Regions from separate parts of the Mus musculus genome. Here regions 1, 3 and 4 are each linked to region 2. The links are chromatin contacts, called in public HiChIP or PLAC-seq maps. All regions are on one chromosome and are shown on one strand. The core of a region is the stretch at or near the end of the contact, and the rest is flanking DNA. Distances in the headings are between cores, read along the strand shown. Region 1 has its middle 330 kb from the start of Gm25833. Region 2 has its middle 29 kb from the start of Gm25833. Region 3 has its middle 290 kb from the start of Gm25833. Region 4 has its middle 350 kb from the start of Gm25833.

Region 1 (6,189 bases), core at 2,317-4,816, 300 kb before region 2:
AAAATCCCTTAATATAGCTGGAAAACATCACTTTAGTTTTTTTGTTTGTGTTTAGTTGTTGTTTGGTTGGGTTTTTTGTTTGTTTGTTTGTTTGTTTGTTTTTATTTTTTATTTAAACTGCCATTTTTCAGTCTCATCACTAGGTGGCAGGGTAGGCTTTAGATAGAACCTAAAAATCAGTTATGATTCAAAGGAATGTCTAAGTTTTTCTATTGTTTGTACCTTAGAATAGGTTTTTCCAGCTCTCATCTTATCTAAGTATGCATTTTTCTCATCTCCCTTATAAAGGAATTAAAAAATTGCAGTGATTACCAAAAATATAATTATTTGTATGCTGATAATTGAAACAAAATTATGTGAGATTCAAATGCCCTCTGTTATTGTGTTTTTCTTTTTTAACAAAGAAAATATTTTCTTTGGCGACAAACCTTTATTATTTTCAAAGGAATTGCTTTTCTGTATGAATTTTAAGACCCAGTTTCTTCCAGCCTCTGCTGCCCCAATGATGATTTTGAGAATAATTATGTTTTAATAACAATCTAGGCCATACGCTTTGGCTCATTCTTAGACTAGCTCATAACTCATTTACCAATTTAAACTAGTCTATATCTACAATTTTGTCAGTTCCCCCTTTAGTCTTGACCAGCTTCATCCTTAGTGTCTTTCTAATCATCACCCCCCCAGCTTCTGTCTTGAATCTCTCTTGTAGTCTTTCATTATTTCCCAGAATCCTCTCTTCCTGCCAGTATCCTACCTCCTATTTCTTGCCTCAGGACATTGGACATAGACTTACTTAATTGACAAGTGTTGCTTAAGAGACTTTCTCTACACTAGGTATATGCAAATATTACAGGCTTGGCACAGCTAGTTGTTTTTCAAGTTTGGGTGGGCTCAATTCAGGGTGCCATATGTCTCATAATACCACAAATTGCCAGCTCCCTTTTAAAAGATTAAGTGACCATAGCTGTGTGGATTCATTTCTGGGTCTTCAATTCTATTCCATTGATTTACTTGCCTGTCATTGTACCAGTACCATGCAGTTTTTAATCACAATTGCTCCGTAGTACAGCTTAATGTCAGGCATGGTGATTCCACCAGAGGTTCTTTTATTGTTGAGAATAGTTTTTTGCTATCCTAGGTTTTTTATATTTCCAGTTGAATTTGCAAATTGTGCTTTCTATCTCAGTGAAGAATTGAGTTGGAATTTTGATGGGGATTGCATTGAATCTGTAGATTGCTTTCAGGAGTCAGTCTGGAGGTTCCTCAGAAATTTGGACATAATACTACTGAAAGATCCAGCAATACCACTCCTAGGCATATACCCTGAAGAAGTTCCAACTGGCAATAAGAACACCTGCTCCATTATGTTCATAGCAGCCTTATTTATAATAGCCAGAAGCTGGAAAGAGCCCAGATGTCCCTCAACAGAGGAATGGATACAGAAATTGTGGTACATTTGCACAATGGAGTACTACTCAGCAATTAAAAACACTGTATTTATGAATATCTTGGACAAATGGAGGTACCTGGAGGATATCATCCTTAGTGATGTAAACCAATCACAAAAGAAGTCATTAGATATGCACTCACTGATAAGTCGATATAAGTCCAAAAACAGAACTCTCAAGATACAATTTACAAAACACAAGAAAATCAAGAAGAGGGAAGACCAAAGGGTGGATACATCATTCCTCCTTAAAACAGGGAATAAAGTACCCACGTTAGGAGTTACAGAGACAAAGTTTGGAGGTAAGATGAAAGGATGGACTATCCAGAGACTAGCCCACCCGGAGATCCATCCTATAATCAGCCACCAAACTCAGATGCTATTGCACAATGCCATAAAGATTTTGCTGAAGGGACCCTGTTATAGCTGTCTTGTATGAGGCTATGCCAGTGCCTGGCAAATACAGAAGTGGATGCTCACAGTCATCTATAAGATGGAACACAGGGCCCCCAATGGAGAAGCTAGAGAAAGCACACAAGGAGATGAAGGGGTCTGCAACCCTATAGGTGGAACAACAATATGAACTAACCATTACCTCCAGAGCTTGTATCTCTAGCTGCATATGTAGCAGAAGATGACCTAGTCGGCCATCACTGGGAAGAGAGGCCCCTTGGTGTTGCATACTTTACATGCCCCAATACAGGGGAATGTCAGGGCCAAGAAGCAAGAGTGGGTGGGTAGGGCAGCAGGGCAGAGGGAAGGTATAAGGAACAACTACAACAACAAAACAAACAAACAAAATCAACAGAAGAAGAAGAGGAAGAAGAAGAAGAAGAAGAAGAAGAAGAAGAAGAAGAAGAAGAAGAAGAAGAAGGAAAGAAAGAAAGAAAGAAAGAAAGAAAGAAAGAAAGAAAGAAAGAAAGAAAGAAGAGAAAACAAGCTGTGCACTCATGTATGTATCAAGTACACTATGAAGAAGACTGCTAACTTTAGCATTTCACTAATGCTTGACTACTATGTTTAGATTAGTGTTTCCGGTAATATATGAAACTCAAACATGATTGTACTGGGACAGGAAGATCAGTACATTTTGACTGAAATTGTCATGTGCAGATGCGGTTTCAGGTGCAAGCATACAGGGCCCCTCACCTCACTCAGCTGGAATAATTCAGAAACAGTTTAAACTGCAATTCTAGTTTGGAAACATATAGACCAAAAGGACATGAAATCCATTTTTTATTCCACCTTACATTGTCCTTAATCTCATAGGATATTTACACAATTTTATGCTATTTTCAAAACAAGCTTTATATTTGGATGACTCAAAGTAATACAGCAGACAAAGTCCTATACTTCAAGGGTATGTTTAGTATGACATAATCTGACTTAATAACAATATAAATAATCATAAAGTCATTTTATTTTATGCTAATTGACTTAAATCTTAAATTTTTATTTGAATGATATATTTTCCCAGTGTTCATTGATTTTTGCCTTTTAATGAAGTTTGGCAAGAAACAAAAACCTGACATTTCCAATAGACATAGAAATTGCAAGGATTTATAGAGATTTTTCTTGGCGCTGCACTTTTACTCATAGCTAGTCCTATTTCTCATAGTATGAAATAGGAAAATATTTTAACCTTTCAGATTTAGTGTTTTGTGGACACACAATTATTTGTAAACATTTATACTCGGTTGTCAATTCCCTATGATATGATTTTAATTGGTTCAAATGAATTTTTCTTTATTATTTTCTGAAAGTTGGTATGGTCAATAGAAATCAATTTACAATTTATAATTGTAAATGCATCCTTGCCACTGAGTAGTGGCAACAATCTCCACCTCAAAGCAACATTAAATTGTAATATAGCACATATAATGAAGTTCAAGAGATGTTCAACAGTATTTTATTAAATACCTTTATATTAGATGATCCTGTCCCACTTTATATGAATGTAATTTTCTGAGACCCTTTCAGCTTAGGTTGTTTGATATAATATATTTGTCCAATGACGTTTTGGCTCATAATAATGATGAATTAAATTATTTTACTTGATGTATCCCCATTGCAATATAGTATCTGTGAAACATTACCCATCTCTCCAGCAGGGGGTAGTACAATCACACATTTATCTAGTCAAGGTAGCCATGCTTAGTCCTGAGACCTACTATAACAATGAGAATAATAGAAAGAGGCACCCAGTCTCTTGATCTACCAAGCCTCCACAATGTTTTCATGCATTTGCCCACTACTATTAAACTGCCCTGAGCACATTTATTTGACAGAGACTTTGAGAGCTGACGACCCAGAAAATTCAATATCTTCAGAGAGAGCAGACCGGCTTCTCAAGGATACTCCCATTTATAACAGAAAACTTCGGCTCAGGAGGATCAGAAGTCCAAGCCCCTCCTAAATATCAGCATGAGGCACAATGATAGATTTGTGATTGGTACTACAAAATGTATATTTATGTTTCTTTCTGATTTAGAAAGGGGGGTTTCTGCATGTGACATCTGTGGTAATATTCCTGAAAATAATTGAGTTACAGTTCCACATCACACACTGACATTCTTTTTTTTTTTTTTTGAGATGTTTTTGGGCCCAGAATTATTTAATTAGACTCAGATGGATTAGTTAACCCTTAGCTGAGCAGCTATCAGGACAATGGTATGGCAAATCTGGGACCTCAGGTTTTCCTATGTACATTCCAGTAATCTTCAGCTGAGCTTTATGGTGGGAATAAAAATCCCATATACTGTAGTACTTGTCATCCATGTAGACATCCATGTCTAATCTGATTTCCATTCTACACAGGTTTATCTGGTGCAATTCAAATAAAGACTGAATGTATGTGTTGGAAGTACTATATTATCTATTTCACTAACATTTCCAACTATTTTTAATACATCGTCATTAAAATCTACTCCAGCAGAATCAGTTCCCTCAGTGATGGGAGCCTCTAATTCACCATTCTTTCCACAGTGGGCAAGAAGTGCATCAATTAAGTTACATACCTGCCTAATATTTTCTAACTTCTTAGTAGGAAAAATTGGGTTGCATATATGTGTGTTCTTTACATATTCATGTGTGATAGATTATAGAACTTTCCTTAATGGTGCCTTTTATTCACAGGAAGATATAGTTTTGATTTAGTTCACTTGCTCTTGCTGAGCACAATACAATTTAAATTTAAATATCGTCTGGGCTCCACTTGGACAAAGACTCAACTCTGTACTTATTTTATCTCTCTATTGGGAGAAGCAGTAATGCATGTCTTCCTAGTCAAATTTCACCTTTCAACTGCCAATACCTGTTACAATAGGGACAAGAGATATTTATAGTTTCTGATCACTGTTATCCATCATAACACTGCCCCCTTCTGTGAGAGTGATCTTCGTGCATCATTTCATACTCAGATTTAGTCGGTGGAGACTAGAGGTCCTGAAAATTCTCCGTGTTGCAGATGGAGAAAAGCAAATTCTGGGAGTCTGGCCCTTCACAATGATCTTTCCTGGTGAGGTATATCCGCTCTCATGCCTGCTCTCTCTTCCTTTCATTGAGTAGAGTCAATCATAGAGCTTATGCAGCTGCTTCATGCATCCCTAATAATCTGGATTGATGGACAGTGCTGGTTAGCATCATAAAGAATTTCCAAATAAGGAAACCTGAAGTCTATGGGAAGAAATAATGTCAATAAATCTGTGAGAAAATATTTGGCATAATCAAGCTGACATCCAATAATTCCAGCCTATTCTAAAAGGATTAGTATAAGAAATTAAAAGACCAGCAAGATGTGACATTTCATTGGTTATTGACAAGTTTCCTTTGTCCATCTTTTCTAACTGCAATACTGTTAATGACATATATGTTTGTGTGTATATATATACATATATATATATATATAATGTATATATATATATATATATATATATATATATATATATATATATATATATATAGTGTATGTGCATGCATGCACAAATATGTTCCTGCGTGTTTCACCCCTTCATGTGCATATCCACAGCTTAAAGTTAAGACACTAGACCATATCACTCCTATATTTTAGTCTATGAAGAAACTGGTTGTGAACCAATGTCGTTTTGAGCTTCATATCTCCAAGGTTCTTGTGACTGCTATGGAAAAGATCTGGGGGCTTGTACTGACTCCACACTAAACAAATATAGACTTAATGTATGAGTTATCATTTTCCTTCAATATTCAATACATAGAACACATTCCAGATATCTATCCCAGTACATTAAAACTGGACAAGCCTTCTTATTCATAATGTGTTTTCCTCTGAATAATCTCACTATTTTACACAATTCTATGAATAGTACAATACAGATATCCTGGATGTTTGAACAGCAGTCAAAAAATTAAATAGCAGATGGAATGTAGGATTATTTGTTCTTAGATATTGAAATGTCCTGGGAAACTGGCTTGAGAGTTGTGTAAAGAAGAGCAAATTTAGCATGGACATAGATGGAGCCAATTCTTTCTAATGTATTATATTTTTACATTTGAAAACAATGATAGAATGTCATGAGACTGCAACTTCATGAAGGAGGTAAAGGGATAGATAGCCTGAGGAATGAGCCCAGACACTGTGCTAATTCCAGTATAAAACAGATGTGCTGCAAATATTTTACTTCACAGATAATAAGGCAGAAGATGGGCTTCTATAGATTATCTCAGGTGTGTGGCAGGTGTAGCTCAGAGAGATTGTATTCCACCTG
Region 2 (5,886 bases), core at 1,693-4,192:
TTTATATGTCTCAGTACAGGGGAACGTCAGGGCCAAAAAGTGGTAGTGGGTGGGGAGGGGAGTCGGGGGGAGGATATGGGGGACTTTTGGGATAGCATTGGAAATGTCAATGAGGAAAATACCTAAAAAAATATTTTTAAAAAAATTGTTTGTAAAAAGAAACACCGCAAATGAAATAACCATGGAGAAAGTAACAGCAAAGATTGATCATGAAGTTTGTGTGATCAATAAGTGCATTCCTCTCTCATAATTTCCTCTTCCAGTGGTGATGCTTTAATGACTCAAATACCTTCTCCTTGCCTGTCAGCCTTGGAGATCAAGCTGCTCTTTCTTTCAGGTCTAATCAGAGACTCCTCTATACTGTTCGATACACCTATTTTCATTGTTACCTGAAGAAGCCATGCTAGTCTTTACAGCTCCAGAACTACAAGGGTTTCAACCTATTTTCTGAGGTCCCACACACATTCAGTGGCAGTGGGCCAGGTACAGATTTCACATTCAAGATCAGCAGAGTGCATCCTGAGGATCTGTTAGCATATTACAGGATGCAACATATTTGTGTTGCTCCCAGTGTGATGCAGAACCTAAGAACAACATATTTCCTTAATATGGTCCAGGTGTCAAATAACTTAGTTCTTTGTGAGAAAGAGGTACTGAGAAACCTTTGGTGACTCATTGCAGTTGAGCGCTTTGGAGTATGAGCTCATTGTCTACAGTCTAAGTGTCATGCATTTATTACCTCATCAGCTATAATGACAATGATATTCCATCTGCCTCAGGAGAATAGTGAACAGGTCCCTCTCAACAACCAGCAATGATGGGGATGAAGCTGAGTGAAAACCCATTCTGAACCTACAGGCCTTGTCTGCCTTTGTCATTCAGTGTAAAATAAAGAAGACAAGAAAATTAAGATCCATTCCTTCATTAAACTGTGACCTTTAAAAAATAATTTCATTAATGACTACATTTTATGCTTTTAACTTAAATTCCATTTTGTTTATATAAATATTGCAGGTCCTATATCCCTTTGTTTTCTGTTTGTGTAAAGTATGACTTCATAACATTCAGAGTATGTCTTAACTTCACAAGAAGTATTTTTTTTCCTGACAAAAAGCTGGTTTCTTTTTTCTCTAGCCTTTTCAAACAATATTGACTGCATGTTTTATTCCAAGGACATAACACAGTAATTATCCTATTATTTTCATGTTAGCATTTTCCGTTTGTTTTGAGTAATTTTTCCTATGTCCCCATTTGTTTAAGGTTTGGTGTTTTTATATAATCATAATATTTTACTTTTCCTTCACTTTTATAAATATTAGTTAATTTAATTCAAACTTATTTTCAAATTAAATTTCCTCTAAATTCAGAGTGGTTTGTTTCCTCTCATTTTTGAACTTTTCTGGTAAGTTTTTGTTTTGAAGGGAAATTTTGCTGTTTTTTCTTGTTAGAACTTTGGCTATATTATCCAATTCTCTCCTCATTGTTAGCTTTTAGAGAAAGAAATTACTCCCATTGCCTTTCAGTCCACCTGCACCTATGGCAGATCAGTGTGCTGGCTCTCCCAAGCCTGCAGCCCTGCCTATCTCCAAAGAGAACTGCTCTAACCAGGGAAACAGAAGGCCTGGTCTAACTAGGGACCTTGAAGGCCTGCTCTCACCTGGGACATAGGAGGCCAGCCCTAACAGGGAACAGCACTGCCTGCCTCCCAGGAGGCCTGCTCTAACCCATGTCACACATCTCAATCTGCCTCCAAGGAGATCTGCTCCAGACCAAGACTCCGAGGCACGTAACAGACAGTGAAACATATGTAACAGACAGTGAAAGACAAGTTGAATAACATAAAGAACGGAAGCTAATGTAATTTAAGCACCATCAGAATCCAGTTCTTCTACCACACCAAGCCCTGAGTACCCTAATACTCCAGAAGAGCAATATTCTGACATAAAATTCCAAGTGTCAAAGATGATACAGGCCTTTAAAGAGGATAACAGTAACTTCCTTAAAAAAATACACAAAAAGACAGGGAAATGGGAGGAAGCCCTTAAAGAGGAAAAGAATAAAACCCTTAAAGGAAAATTCCATCAAACAGGTGAAGAAACTGAACAAAAATTTCCAAGATCTAAAAATAGAAATCAAAACAATAAAGAAATCACAAATGGTGGCAACTATGGAGATGGGAAATCTAGGAAAGAGATCAGGAGCTACAGATGTAAGCATCATGAACAGAATAAAAGAGATGAAAAAGAGGATCTCATTTATAGAAAAAATATCAACACATCAGTCAAAAAAAAAAAAAAAAAAAAACCAAAGTATAAAACGTTCCTAACCCAGAACAGCTAGAAGAGGGTGAAGATTCTCAGTTCAAAGCTAGAAACCATCTTCAAAAATCTCATAGAAGCAAACTTCCCTAACTTAAAAAAAAAAAAGATGGCTATAAATGTACAAGAAGCACACAGAACACCAAATAGACTGTGCTAGTAAATAAAGTACTTTCACCATGTAATAATCAAAACACTGGATGACAGAACAAAGAGAGAGTATTAAAAGCTGTCCAGGAAAATGCCAATTAACATGATTGCAGATATATGGGAATAACACCAGACTTCTCAACAAAGACTCTAAAAGGCAGAAGATACAGAGCAGATGTCTTACAGATACAAATATATCACCTAAGCCAGCTGAGATTACCCATCAAAAATGTCAATCACCATAAATGAAGAAACCAAGATATTTCATGTTAAAACCATATCTAACCAATCTAAATCTAAAATAGCCTTACTATTTTGTGCCATTTAAATAATGTCATGATTATATTTCTTCAGGTATCCTGTGTTTGGGTCTTAGGTATACACATTTTCAGTGTGACTCTTCTGATAAGCCCAAGTTGCCTTGCAATCATTCCATTCCTCAATTCTTCAAAATGTGCTAGAGTTTACCTGAAATTCCTCCAGTAGAGGGAGGTATAGCTCTTGCTTTCTTACTAAAGAGATTACAAGTCAGTCACTGTTTCCATAGGCCTTTTAATTTTTCTATTTTCTTTTCCCCATTTTTATTAGGTATTTAGCTCATTTACATTTCCAATGCTATACCAAAAGTCCCCCATACCCACCCACCCCCACTCCCCTACCCACCCACTCCCCCTTTTTGGCCCTGGCGTTCCCCTGTACTGGGGCATATAAAGTTTGCAAGTCCAATGGGCCTTTCTTTGCAGTGATGGCCGACTCATGTATACATGTATAGGACATTGTCAAAATTTTATAGGCAGGAAATTCTGCACCTTGCTCACAACCTTCTCGTGGGTTGATATCTTTTATAATAATATAAACAAGTAAATTGGAAGAATTTTCATATTTTTTCATATATTTGCCTCGGGGTACGTTGTGGGTGTATGTGTTGTCTCTAAGTATGCTGGCCATGTAATTAGTCTGTGTTTTCAGAACCATAATCCTTTTTTTTTTGTTTTTGTTTTTTTCAAGACAGGGTTTCTCTGTGTAGCCATGGCTGTCTTGGAACTCACTCTGTAGACCAGGCTGGCCTCGAACTCAGAAATTTGCCTGCCTTTGCCTCCCAAGTGCTGAGATTAAAGGCATGCACCACCATGCCCAGCCTGTATTCAACTGCACTGCTATGACAAAACTCACTGGTGTCACCACCACTTCCCCAACTCATAGCAAGCACTATAGAAAATTCCTCACACAATATGCAAAATTTACTATTGGCCTATTTTACTCTGTAGCAGTTCCCAAGGTGTGTGCACGAAGAATTTGTTTTTCTTTGCTTACAAGTAGAAATACAAGTAGAAATTCTTGGTATTGAAATGCAAGTTCTCCCTATTACTAGAAGAGGAATATTTAAGCACTTAGTTCTAGCTACTTCTGGAAGAACTCTTATCAAGCTTTTTTTTTTTTTTTTTTACTAGTTTCAGTGTGAAAGTAAATTTTCATTTCTCTGAAAAGTTACCCAAGACTTTATTTTAAGACTTCAATTTAATAATTCTTCTTTTAGTGGCAGAACCATTTATAAATACACTTTTATTGTTTTCATTCTATAGTTCCATTAAAAACATCTGATTATCAACTTCTCTTAGATCCTTCCAATCAGGATGCTAATGCTATATTTTAAATTGTGCCAGTCCCTATATAGATTTAAAAAGACTTTCTATACCAAATTATGATGTTTAACTTTTTTAAAAAATCTGTTTCTTCTTTTTATCTTATTCAGGGAATTATCCATGCCTATATTTTTCCATGTTCAGATTAGACTGTTTATATTGTTAATGTGATTTTATTGATTTTGAGTTTTATTTTTCTTTTTAAATTTAAATGAAAGACCCTATTTGGATTCACAATCTCTGCATTGTATTTTAGGTTGGAATCCATCATTATATCTACCTGCTATATTCTAATTTGACTCAATTTTTTGAGGTCCAAACAATTAACATTTCCTCTTATGTAGCAGGGATTAAGTCAGCAAACTACACAAAATCTATTTATTATCATCTGCATCCTGGCTGGCTCTGTTAGCAGATTTTTCCATACAGGCTATTATTTGTTTAAGTTGTGGATTTTAAATATTATCATTTTTGCTATAGTAAATAAGCATCCTAGAAGCTAGACTCCAGAAAATCAAATAACCCTATTAAAATGGGCTATTGAGTTAAACAAAGAATTCTCAATTGAGAAATCTTGAGTGCCCTAGAAGCACCTAAAGATATGGTTAACAGCTTTAGTCATCAGGGAAATAAAAATCAAAACGACCCTGAGAATCCACCTCACACCAATCAGAATGGCTAAGATCAAAAACTCAAGCAACAGCAAATCCTGGTGAGGATGTGGAGAAAGAGAATCATTTCTCCATTGCCAGTGGGATTGCAAGCTGGCCAAACCACTTTGGAATTGATATGGTGGTTCCTCAGAAAACTGGAAATAGCTCACTGAAGACCCAGCAATACCTCTACTGGGGATATACCCAAATGATGCTCTAATATATAACAATTACACATGCTCCACTATGTTCATAGCAGTCTTATTTATAATAGCCAGAAGCTAGAAACAATCTAGATGTCCCTAAACAGAAGAATCAATACAGAAAATGTTGTACATTTACATAATGGCGTACTGTCTGGCTATCAAAAACAATGACTATGAAATTTGCAGGCAAATGGATGAAACTAGAAAATGTCATCCTGAGTGTAGTAATCCAGACACAAAAGACACACATGGTATGAACTCACTGATAAGTGGACATTAGACCTAAGGCTCAGAATACCACAATGCAACTCATAGACTATATGATGCTTAACAAGAAGGAAGACCAAAGTGCTGATGCTTCACTCCTACTTAGAAGGGGGTACAAAGTCACAGGAGGTTGAGAGAGAGGGAGGAACTGTGGAGTAAGAGAGGAGGGGGATGAAAAATAGGGGTTGCACGATCAAGTATTGGAAGAGACAGGAGAGAAGTCCAGAGGGTCTGGAAAAAGAATAGAAATATGTGGCAGTGATGGGTGGGTAACTAGGTGTAGAAAGTAGAGAGTTTCAGATGTCAGGTAAGTGAGATGATCCAAGTATCCAACAGAGATGATAGTAGCCAAAATTCCCAACAAAAAGGAAATAGTGCCTTTAGAGACCACCAACAGTGGATAGGCACTGAGCCCACCTGAGGGATGGGGCCACTCACCCATCAAAAAATTTTAATTCAGAATTGTTCCTGTCTAAAGGAAACACGGGGACAAATAAATGGAGGAGAGACTGCAGGAAAGGCCACAAAGACTGCCCCACCTAGGTATCCATCCCATCTGTGGATACCAAAACCTGACACTACTGCTGATGCCAAGAGGTGCTTGCTGACAGGAGATTGGTATGACTGTCACCTGAGAGACTCTGTTAGC
Region 3 (5,510 bases), core at 1,758-4,257, 320 kb after region 2:
CACACAGTTTGATCTTTGACAAAGAAGAATAAAATATGCAGTGGGAAAAAGAAACCATCTTCAATAAATGGTGCTGGTCTAACTGGTGGTCTGTATCTAGAAGAATGAAAATAGACCCATATTTGTCACCTTGTACAAAGCTCAAGTCCAAATGAATCAAAGACCTCAGCATAAAACCAGATACACTGGATCAAATAGAAGGGAAAGTGGGAAAGAGCCTTGAATTCATCGGCACAGGGGAACTTTCCTAAACAAAACTCCAATGGCTCATGCTCTAAGATCAAGAATTGATAAATGGGACCTCATGAAACTGGAAAGCAAAGGACATAGTCAATAAGACAAATCAGCAATCTACATATTGGGAAATAAAATCTTCACTAACCCCACATTTCACAGAGATTAATATCCAAAACACAAGAATTCAATCTCTATAAACCTAAATAACCGAATTAAAACATGGGTTACAGAGCTAAATAGAAAAGTCACAACAGAAGACTCTTGAATGGCTGAGAAGCACTTAAAGAAATGTTCAAAGACATTACTCATCAGAGAAATACAAATCAAAACAACTCTGAGATTCCACCCCTCACCAATCAGAATGGCTATGAAACCCACGTTACATCAAAAGCTGGTGAGGATCTAGAGAAAGAGGGACACTTCTCCATTTCTTATAAGATTGCAAACTGCTGTAACTACTTTGGAAATCAATCTGGCAATTCTTCAGAAAATTGGATATAGTTCTATCTGAAGACCCAGGTATACCATTCTTGGCCATATACCCAAAAGATTCCCCACTAAAACACAAGGACATGTGTTTCACCAGGTTCTAAGAAGCCTTATTTGTAATAACCAGAAGCTGGAAACAAAACAGATGTTCCTCAACCAACTATAGATACAGAAAATTAGCTATTTTTATACAATGGAATACTGTTCAGCTATTAAAAATGAGGACATCATGAATTGTGCAGGCAAATGAATAGAACTAGAAAATATTATCTTAAGTGAGGTAACCCAGATACAAAAAACCACACATGGTATGTACTTACTGATATGTGGATATTAGACCACTTATACTTCCTACAGATGGTAAGAAGTGTAGCAAACAGAACTGCTCAAGTGAGGAGGTTTCAACTCCACTAAGAGGGAAGGAAATATTCATGTAATGTGGAGGGAGGGAGGGAGGGACCCGGGAGCGAGAGGGGAGGGGGAGGTGAAAGGAGAATATATATAATATATATATGTATTTAAAACAAGAGTTGATATATATATATGTGTGTGTGTGTGTGTGTGTGTGTGTGTGTGTGTGTGTGTATATGTATATATAGTAGTAAAATATAACCTTAAATTTGTATCAAAATAAAATAATCTATACCAATATAAAATACTTGACTTTTTTGGCTGTCCTGGAACTCACTTCGTAGACCAGGCTGGCCTCGAACGCAGAAATCCGCCTGCCTCTGCCTCCCGAGTGCTGGGATTAAAGGTGTGCGCCACCACGCCCGCCCTGGTCTATCATACTTATATACTTCCTTTTCTCTTTTCATCACCTCTTTCCCAGTTTACCCCTAACAATAGACAAAGAAGTTTAGAGGAAAGAGAAAGGGATCCCTGAATCTAAGTGCCTTTAGTTCATTTCCTCTCTTACCAAGACCGTTAACAATGTGACCAACCCCAAACCCTTAAATGATGACAAACTTCCTTCACCCACCAAATGACGAAAAACCATCCAACACACATCTTGGAAATGGGGGCATTGTTCTTTTAAAATTTCTTCCTGCTATCTGAAGGGGACAGCATCTTTTAGGGCCTCTATGAAATTTCTGGTTTATAACCTGCTATTCCTGATTTATTGGCATCTGTATAAAAGGTAGGAGCTTTAGAAATTATTGTTGTTCATATTATATGAAGAAGAATCCAATTAGTTCTCTTTTTTTTAAATTCTTTAATCTTTTTTACAGTCCAATCCTTATCTACCTCCTAGTTCACCCTCTGACTGTTCCTCATCTCATCCTATATCTTCTCCTACCGCCCCCTGTCTCCAAGAGAATATCCTTACACCCCAACCCTCACCCCACCAGACTTCCCCATTTCCTAGGGCATCAAGTTTCTTGAGGGTAAAGTGCATCTTCTCTGACTGAATCCAGACCAGAGAGTCCTCAATGTATATGTGTTAGGATCCTCATATCAGCTGGTGTATGCTCCCTGGTTGGTGGTTAAGTGTGTGAGAGATCTCGAACGTCCAGGTGAGTTGAGACTTCTGGTCTTCCTATAGAGTCCTCCTCCTCCTCTGCTTCTTGCTTTGGGGGTATTTGTTGATAATTTCTCTCAAAAAATCATTGTGATGTCTTTGTTAATCTTAACTGATTACTCATGGGTTAATTTCATTATTAGTATATGGCATAATCTCTGCTGGGTCTGTTCCTAATAACTGATGTAAGTCTTTTTCTCCTTTTGACAATTAAATCAGAAAACTTTTCTATATGAGTTTTAAATATTTTATTGTTTATGTCTAATCTGTAATCAATTTTCTTCCTCCCTCCCTCCCCCCACTCTCTTTCTTTCTTTCTTTCTTTCTTTCTTTGTTTCTTTCTTTCTTTCTTTCTTCCTTCTTTCCTTCCTTCCTTCCTTCCTTCCTTCCTTCCTTCCTTTCTTTCTTTCTTTCTTTCTTTCTTTCTTTCTTTCTTTCTTTCTTTCTTTCTTTCTTTTCCTTTGGCAAGGAATGATTTTTTATTGGGACAGAGATATCCCAAGGTAATTAGGCTTAGGCTCTGGACCTGCAAATTTCATTATGTGATTTTTTTTATTAGATGTATTCTTTACTTAAATTGCAAATGTTATCCCCTTTCTTCATTTCCACTCCAAATGCCCCCATCCTAACCCACCTTCCCTTGCTTACTAACCCACCCACTCCTGCTTCCCTGTTCTGGCATTCCCATATGCTGGAGCATAGAGCCTTCAAAAGACCAACTTCCTCTCCTCTCATTGATGTCCCACAAGGCCATCCTCTGCTATGTATGAGGCTGGAAACATGGGTTCCTCTTTTTGCATCCTTTGATCAGTGGTTTTGTCCCTGAGAGCTATGGGGGTACTGGTTGTTTCATATTGTTGTTCTTCCTATGAGGCTGCAAACCCCTTCAGCACTTTGTGTCCATTTTCTAACTCTTCATTGGGAACCCTGTACTCAGTCTAGTGGATGGTTGTGAGCATCCACTTCTGTAGTTGTCAGACACTGGCAGAGCCTCTCATCTATACAAGCTGCTTGATTTCTGTTAAATGACTTAAGTTTTGATTAGCTGTTTGTCCTACCAGGGTTTAATTTTTCAAGTTGCTTTCCATAACACTTTTTCTGTGGTTGACATTAAACAAATTCCTCACATTGTTTCTTTGTCAGGCCTTGAGCAAGGCCTCTTAGTTTTCCAACATTAAAGAATGTTCACAAATATCTGTGGAGGACATTCATAGGTCCTCTGTCTGTTCCTTTCACATTGTCTACATATCATAGGAAACTTTCTCCCTGAATCATTAGAGAAAAAAAAATCTGTATTAACTGTTTCTCTTTGGTCCTTTATGGATTGTCCTGATCTTTCACAGCTGTAGCAATAGGCAATTTTAGGTTTTATATCTTTTGTAATTGTCCACCCATAACTGAATTGTGAGCATTAGATTCAATATCCACAATAGTTTTAATTCATAAAACTATTAAATAGGTACAAATGTGGCTCTTAAAAGTCTCATAGCTTTTTGCATTTAGCATTAGCATTTTCAAAACCTAAAGATACAATTGAACTTTCTCTAAAAGTTGGATATAATATTGTTCCATTTAGAACTGTAGTTGATACTTGTTAAAACTCGGTGAAAGACTCATATGAACCCTGGAATGTCTTTATTAATGATTCGGACCTTCCCTGTTGTTCATCCTTGTCTCAAGTATTTAAAGCTATTATATAACAGTGTTCTAAGATGGCATCATCAAGCATTATCTGTACTCTTAACTCAGAAAATTGATTTCACTAGTAATTGGTCCTTGACAATATCAATGCCTCCAGTTCTATTTTATTGTTCCACAATGAAATCTCATCTTTCCATCATGTTAGCCATTGTAGTTGAGGGCCAGGTTCTAATATGGCTGATATAAAATCTCTCCAATCTTTTGGACTTACATGATTTTGGGTAGCCCAGTTATGAATGGAAGCCATATGTTGTTTTGCTTAATTAAATTTCTTTCAGTCTGATGCCTCTAAGGACCTCTATTCAAATTCTTGATAACCTTGTGTACTCTGATAATCTAGGGCTAATTCCCCATTATTATAGCTAGAAAAAAATCATTTTAGTTTTTTAATGGATTTAGACTGCAGTTTTGCAGTCTTATCACAAGGTGGCAATGAAGACTGTATATTAGACTCATCTGAAAATTATGATTTCAGAGGATTGTCTAAATTTTTTTTTTTGAGACAGGGTTCTCTGTATAGCCCTGGCTGTCCTGGAGCTCACTTTGTAGACCAGGCTGGCCTCAAACTCAGAAATCCACCTGCCTCTGCCTCCTGAGTGCTGGGATTAAAGGCATGCGCCACCACGTCCAACTGGATTGTCTAATTTTGTTCTATTGTCTGTAATTTAGCATGGGTTATTTCAGGTCTTTTCTTACCCAGTCTGCTTCATTCTGCTCTCACTTTAAGTGCATGCATAAAATTGTAATCATTATGAAAAATATTATTTCTATGGTAGTAATCAAAACAAAATTACTTGAGACCCATATACCCTCTGTCACTAAGTTTTTCATTTTTAACACAGAAAATATTTCCTTTTTAATCTCTCTCTTTTTCCTACAAAGATTTCATTTTAGTATTGTCAATTGTTTCTCTCTATGATTTTTACCGGCTTGTTTTTTTTTTTTTTTCTTTAGCTCTTAAGCACAAATCCAAACATACTTACCTGATCAAAAGTTTGCCTGTGCTCAGGTACCTAGATTTTCAGTCTTGGCTTGGATTTCTTCTTCTTGCAAATCTTGTTGCTCTTTCTTAGCCGATCAGCTTAACACATGGTGACTGCTGGCTCTGCCCCCTCACCTTGATCCACTAGGCCACCCCCCTTGTTCTGCCTCAGCCACTCCTCAAATAGGGAAGAACTAATTGTAAAGCCACCAGAGAAACCATAGCTTCTCTGCACTGGAACATATTTTTCCCTCTGTGCCATCAGCTGATGGGTGCTGTCTTTGGACCAACTCTGGTTACTATGGTCCCAACATTGCTTGAGAAACAGGTCTCTTGTAGATGTGCTTTCTCGTATTCAGAGACATAGGGAAGACAGGAATATTGCTCTCTTGTTCATCTTTAAATGAAGAAAAGGTTTTGATACAGTATTATTAGTTTACTGCATTCTTCCTTCAAAATAAAGGTTAACCACTTTACCCTAGTTTTTTGTGTTTGCTGATAAATGTACAGTCAGATGATTGGAGCACTCCTATGGCAGCCTATAAGATCTTGACCTTTTGAAAACAAGAGTTTGATGCC
Region 4 (5,344 bases), core at 1,723-4,222, 380 kb after region 2:
TCCATTCTTAATACAAACAATTGTCTTTTGTGGTAGAGTTCTTCAAAGGAACAGTGTGCATTCATAACTTTGCACACACTGGGTTCCCTAAACCCATATACTCTGCCAGTTTTCTATGTCTTATACTTCTGAGAGAAATCTATTATCTATGTATGTCATTAGAGTATATGGCTTGAACAGAGGAGCAGAGAAGAATGTGACATCAAAGAGGATGCTTCTCTTCAGAAAATGCAGCAACCATGGGGTCTAGAGTATTTCCTCACATATAAATATAAGTATTTATTTGTTCTTGTGATTAAAAAGGGTGGACAGAAAAGATTATTGACTTGGTAGGGGGGTCACCTAACCATTCGTTGTATTCATGGAGTGTAAGGACAACATCTACAAAAGAACAGAAATATGTTGGTGGCCTGACAGAATATCTGATGATATATCTCTGAGTATACTTATATTTGAATATGTTTGTAAGTGATACGTAGGAGATGGTGACAACTGGATATTCGTTTACATGAAGGTATCGATGAAACAAGAAAATTGAGGAATTGAAATAAGAATAATGAATCTCACTATTAGAAAAGGGGACTATTTATTTGAAAAACTTAAGTAAATAATGTAGTTTGTGAATTAAATTGAAGAAATAAGATTAAACTGATGCCCTTGGTAGTAGAGATATGAATATGTGTTTCTGTGTGTAAACATAGATATAACCTGATAACTTCCCTGGGTGTAGAGGAATTTTTCACGTGTCAATGGAATTCATAATTTATAAATGAAACATTATTGAAAGGAATATTTGGATTACCAATAAATATTTATTTTAATTATAGCATTAAGAAAATACAGCATAGACCTACATTTTCCTTGAAAAATAACCTTAAAAGTTATCATTTAACGTTTTTTATTAGAAATTTTATTTACATTTCAAATGTTATCCTCTTCTCTAGTTTCCCCTCAGAAAATCACCCATTCCCCTCCCCGTCCCCATGCTCCCCAACCCACCCATTCTCACTTCCTAGCCCAGGCATTCCCCTATAGTGGGGCATAGAACCTTCACAGAACCAAGGACCTCTCCTCCCATTGATAACCAATGAGGCCATCCTCTGCTACATATGCAGCTAGAGCCACGAGTCCACCATGTGTTTTCTTTGATTGGTGGTTTAGTCCCAGGGATCTCTGGTGGTACTGGTAAGTTCATATTGTTGTTCCTCCTATGGGGATGCAAACACATTCAGCTCCTTGGGTACTTTCTCTAACTCCTTCATTGGGGAACCCATTGTATTTCTGTGTCTATTATGTACATTTTTACCATGTGAGGATGCTCTCATTCTGCTAATTGCTGCATTCGCAGGCCTTACTAAAGTGGCTCTTTAAAAATAGTGACCACGCAATAAATATATTTTTTCGTTATTAGTGAATAGTTTACCACCTAGATTCATTGAGTAACATGATACCCTTTGCCATGTTTTCATTTGAAATAGTAGTCTGAAATATTTAGGGACTAAAATCAATAGTAATAAAACAGAGGTTATTCACTCAAGTAAAAAGACAAATGCAATGATGCCTAAACTTCCATGCTCCATGCATTAGGATGTTATAGAAACTTTGTTGAATAATATGGTCCTGTTTTATCTATCATAGAAGAAGAAGAAGAAATAATTTCCATCCTGATCAATTTTCTAACAATTTGAATTAGAACTGCCATGGAATAGTTATTCCAACTGTGTTGGAAATTATTGAATGAACTACCTTCGTAGATCAATATAAACCTATATTCTAAATCGGGATGATACAAATAATCCAAGAACAAAACCAACAAGCTTACATTTTTAAGGTTGTCTTTGTATTTACTTATGTGTATGCCTGCATATTGAATTTGTATTAAATTAAGCTTAAAAGAAACAGGTGTGAGATGTCTCAGAACTGATGCTATTAGAGTTGGTTCTTAGCCACCAAATGTAAATACTGGGAACCAAATCTAGGTCCTCTGAATGGATATGTACTCTATTGATCATTGAATTATCTATCTTCTCAGTCCCAATAAATCTAAGTAGATGAGTAAATGTGTTTATTCTGGTTATTTACATAGTAGTTGAAATGCTACACTCCTGAAATTTACAAAAATGCCTCTCATTCTTCCTACCAAGGTTCTATTCTATATAATTGCTAGTCCACAGCAAAATCATGCAAACTTTGGCTTAGATTGCCATCTAGTAATGAAACAAGAGAAGTGCCAAAAGGCTCAGACAACCCAAGTCACAGACCACACCAGATCTATGGGAAGTTATATATTTGTGTTGACCCTATCTTTTCTCTTTTCCGGGATTTTTCGGTTTTGTAACATGCTACCACACTCTGTAAAATATAGCTTTGGTTTTCTGTACTCTGCCATGTACATTAGATTAATGGTGCCTTGCTATCTCTGACTAGGAATTGGAAGATAAGTTTCAATACCAGACAACTGAAACCAGTAGAGAAATATTCCAAACCAGAATTTAATAGCAATTTGTAGTACACGTCTTTAACAAGAATATGTGTAATCCAAATGAGATTAAATTTTAGATGGAAGCTTTTCAAAGCCCAGTATAAACAGCCAATTAATTGGATACTAGAATATAGTCTTATAAATTTTCACGTCTGTAACATCATAATTGTGCTATTTAACTAGGTATGATTATATATGAATGTATAATATTATATATGTGTATATGTAATACATGTGTGTGAAAACACAGTATTTATGTTTTCCTAGAATAAAAGTCTGTCTGCCCTTGGATAGTGGGATCACATTCTTTGGTATATTTAAAGGTATCCTCTGTGAGACGGATCCTCTAGAAGTCCTTTTTTCCTATTTTCCATATTCATGCTATATAAAGAGGAACAAAGAGCAGAGAGCTGAGATGAAGGAGTTCAGCTGCTCAGAAAATTTTACACCACACCAGGAAACCAGTCTACCCTCTAGGGAGCCAACAGTAGTAGCTAACATTAGTGTGGAATCCCCAGGGGACACTATGAAAAGCAGATTCAGTTAGAGATGAAAGTATAGTGGTTATTCAGAAGACACTTTCTGTTTTTAAATTCTTTTAAACAGTTTTATTGTTAGATGTGGTGAAATGCACTTTTTTCTAGAAAATATGGCAACAAGTTTATAACAGGCCATGAACTAAAACATGAAGTCTGATAAGAAGACTGAACACCAGCTGACTACAGCTACTGGGAATTGAGTGGGTTAATGAAAGCCTAGATTATCTTAGTGAAAAGACCTTAGAGTTATGAGAACAAAATAATAAGAAAAGTGTTTCAAAAGATCTGAGTAATAGAAGACACCAATAGAAATCCACTGACTTTATAGTTTTTTGAATAAATTAATCAGAAAACAAGGTGCGGTTTTTATTATCACAGTCTCATTGAACACAAATGCAGCCATTATTTGAGACCTTTGAATTGTATGATACAGGCATGAGAGAAGTCTTACATAATGAAAAGCTCAAATAGCTTCCTTCCTGTAGAACATGCTATTGTCCCAGTCAGAAGTTGCTTTACCTGTCTTAATTTTTTTCTTTTATTAATATTAATCATTCCACTTGTTTATATCTCAAGTGATATCTCTCTTCCCGGTTACCTCCTCCTTCAACCCCACCCCCTCCCACCCCATGATATCCTACTTACTGAATACCCCTCTGCCACCACCCCACCCCACATCTGAGCCCCCCTTCCATTTTGCCTGTATGGGAATGCTCCCCATACACCCATGCTCTTCCACCCAACCGCTCCAGTATCCCCTTACTCTGGGGTATCAAACCTCCCCAGGACCAAGGACCTCCCCTTCCATTGCTGTCTGGCAAGGCTATTCTCTGTGACATATGTATCTGGAGCCAAAGATCTCTTTAGGTACACTCCTTGGTTGGTGGTCTAGTTGTTGAGAGAACTGAGTGGTTAGGGCATCCTATGTTGTTTTTCCAATGGGGATGTAATGCCCCTCTGTTCCACCAGTCCTTCTGTCAGGTCCCCAACCAGGTTCTCTGAGTTCAGCCCTATGGTTGGCTGCAAGCATTCACCTCTGCATTAGTCAGCTGCTGGCTGAACCTCCCCAGTCTGCCATACTTGGTTCCTCTTGACCCCAGCATGAGTGTTGGATTTGGTATCTGCAGACATGATATATCCACCAGGTGGATCCATTCCTCAGTTGGCCCTTCCTTCAGTCTCTGTTCTATTTTTGTTGCTATTCTTCCTTTGGAGAGGAACATTTCTGGGGTGGGGTGGGGACAAAACAACAACAACCTTTTATTTATGTATCTACACTCCTGATTTTATTCTCCCCACCCACCCCAGTCCACCCTCCAACTGTTCCACCTCCCATACCTACTCCCCAAACCCTGTCTCCACTAGGATGTCCTCATCTTCCACCCCGCACCTCACCTGACCTCTAAACTCCCTGGTGCCTCCAGTCTCTTGAGGGTTATTAGGTGCATCTTCTCTGATTGAACACAGACCCCTCAGTCCTCTGTTGTATGTGTGTTGGGAGCCTCATATCAGCTGGTGTATGCTGCCTGTTTGATGGTCCAGTGTTTAAGAAACCTCTGGGGTCCAGATTAATTGGGACTGCTGGTCCTTCTATAGAGTTTCCCTCCTCCCAGCCTTTTCCTTTGGGCTGCTTCTCCCTCTGGTGTCCGACAAGGCCATCCTCTGCCACATATGCTGCAGGTCCCTCCATGTGTACTCTAGTTGATGGTCCAGTCCCCGGCAGCTCTGTAGGGTCTGGCCAGTTGAAACTGTTGCTCATCACATGGAGCTGTAAATCCTTTCAGCTCCTTCAGTCCCTTCTCCAACTCCTCCATCCTGGACTCTGCACTCAGTCCAATGGTTGGCTGCGAGCATCCACTTCTGTATTTGTCAGGCGTTGGCAGAGTCTCTCAGGAGACAGCTATATCAGCCTCCTGTCAGCAAGCACTTCCTGGCATATATCTGATTAATTCTCTCTCTCTCTCTCTCTCTCTCTCTCTCTCTCTCTCTCTCTCTCTCTTAATTTATAAATCACTCTACCACTCTTCTCATTTTTCTCAGTTCTTTATACATTTTTGCCAAATACATGATTTCATGATATCTACTTTGTTGGGCAGTGGGTGTGGGGGAAAGAGGGAGTAGGAGGAAACCTGCATCCAGCCAGAGTTCCAGGGTGGGCGAATTCGGAAGAACTACCATGCATGTGGCCCTGGGTGGGTGTCTGGCTGTGGGAAACAATTCAAAAAGTTCAGCAGGGTGTGGAGGAGTCCTAGGAACAGTTTCTCAGTCTTCAGTCTTTGACATCCCAGACACCTCTGAACACCGAGGAAGAAGTGAGAACAAA

What was found. HiChIP or PLAC-seq counts read pairs in DNA pulled down with a chosen protein or histone mark.
Region 1: a contact with region 2 is called in a RAD21 HiChIP or PLAC-seq map of pro-B cells, with 4 times the contacts expected there. The contact joins two enhancer-like sites. A contact is called at or near these places in 2 of 15 datasets of contacts at CTCF or cohesin (large pre-B cells and pro-B cells) and 1 of 115 datasets of contacts at active chromatin or transcription factors (large pre-B cells).
Region 3: a contact with region 2 is called in a CTCF HiChIP or PLAC-seq map of pro-B cells, with 3 times the contacts expected there. The contact joins two enhancer-like sites. A contact is called at or near these places in 1 of 15 datasets of contacts at CTCF or cohesin (pro-B cells) and 1 of 484 Hi-C or Micro-C datasets (large pre-B cells).
Region 4: a RAD21 HiChIP or PLAC-seq map of pro-B cells shows a contact between it and region 2, with 4 times the contacts expected there. The contact joins two enhancer-like sites. A contact is called at or near these places in 2 of 15 datasets of contacts at CTCF or cohesin (large pre-B cells and pro-B cells) and 1 of 115 datasets of contacts at active chromatin or transcription factors (large pre-B cells).

What each region holds. Positions count from the first base shown.
Region 1 is chr6:68,198,080-68,204,268 of GRCm38.p6, forward strand. It overlaps Igk. Among named protein-coding and RNA genes, the nearest start is that of Gm25833, 330 kb to the right of the region's middle. Within about 2 kb of position 3,567, at least 3 of the 459 cell types and tissues checked have an H3K27ac peak or open chromatin away from gene starts, as enhancers often do. A contact at or near this core is called in pro-B cells, where this site is marked.
Region 2 is chr6:68,501,194-68,507,079 of GRCm38.p6, forward strand. It overlaps Igk. Among named protein-coding and RNA genes, the nearest start is that of Gm25833, 29 kb to the right of the region's middle. Within about 2 kb of position 2,943, at least 1 of the 459 cell types and tissues checked has an H3K27ac peak or open chromatin away from gene starts, as enhancers often do. A contact at or near this core is called in pro-B cells, where this site is marked.
Region 3 is chr6:68,824,289-68,829,798 of GRCm38.p6, forward strand. It overlaps Igk. Among named protein-coding and RNA genes, the nearest start is that of Gm25833, 290 kb to the left of the region's middle. Within about 2 kb of position 3,008, at least 1 of the 459 cell types and tissues checked has an H3K27ac peak or open chromatin away from gene starts, as enhancers often do. A contact at or near this core is called in pro-B cells, where this site is marked.
Region 4 is chr6:68,881,374-68,886,717 of GRCm38.p6, forward strand. It overlaps Igk. Among named protein-coding and RNA genes, the nearest start is that of Gm25833, 350 kb to the left of the region's middle. Within about 2 kb of position 2,973, at least 14 of the 459 cell types and tissues checked have an H3K27ac peak or open chromatin away from gene starts, as enhancers often do. A contact at or near this core is called in pro-B cells, where this site is marked.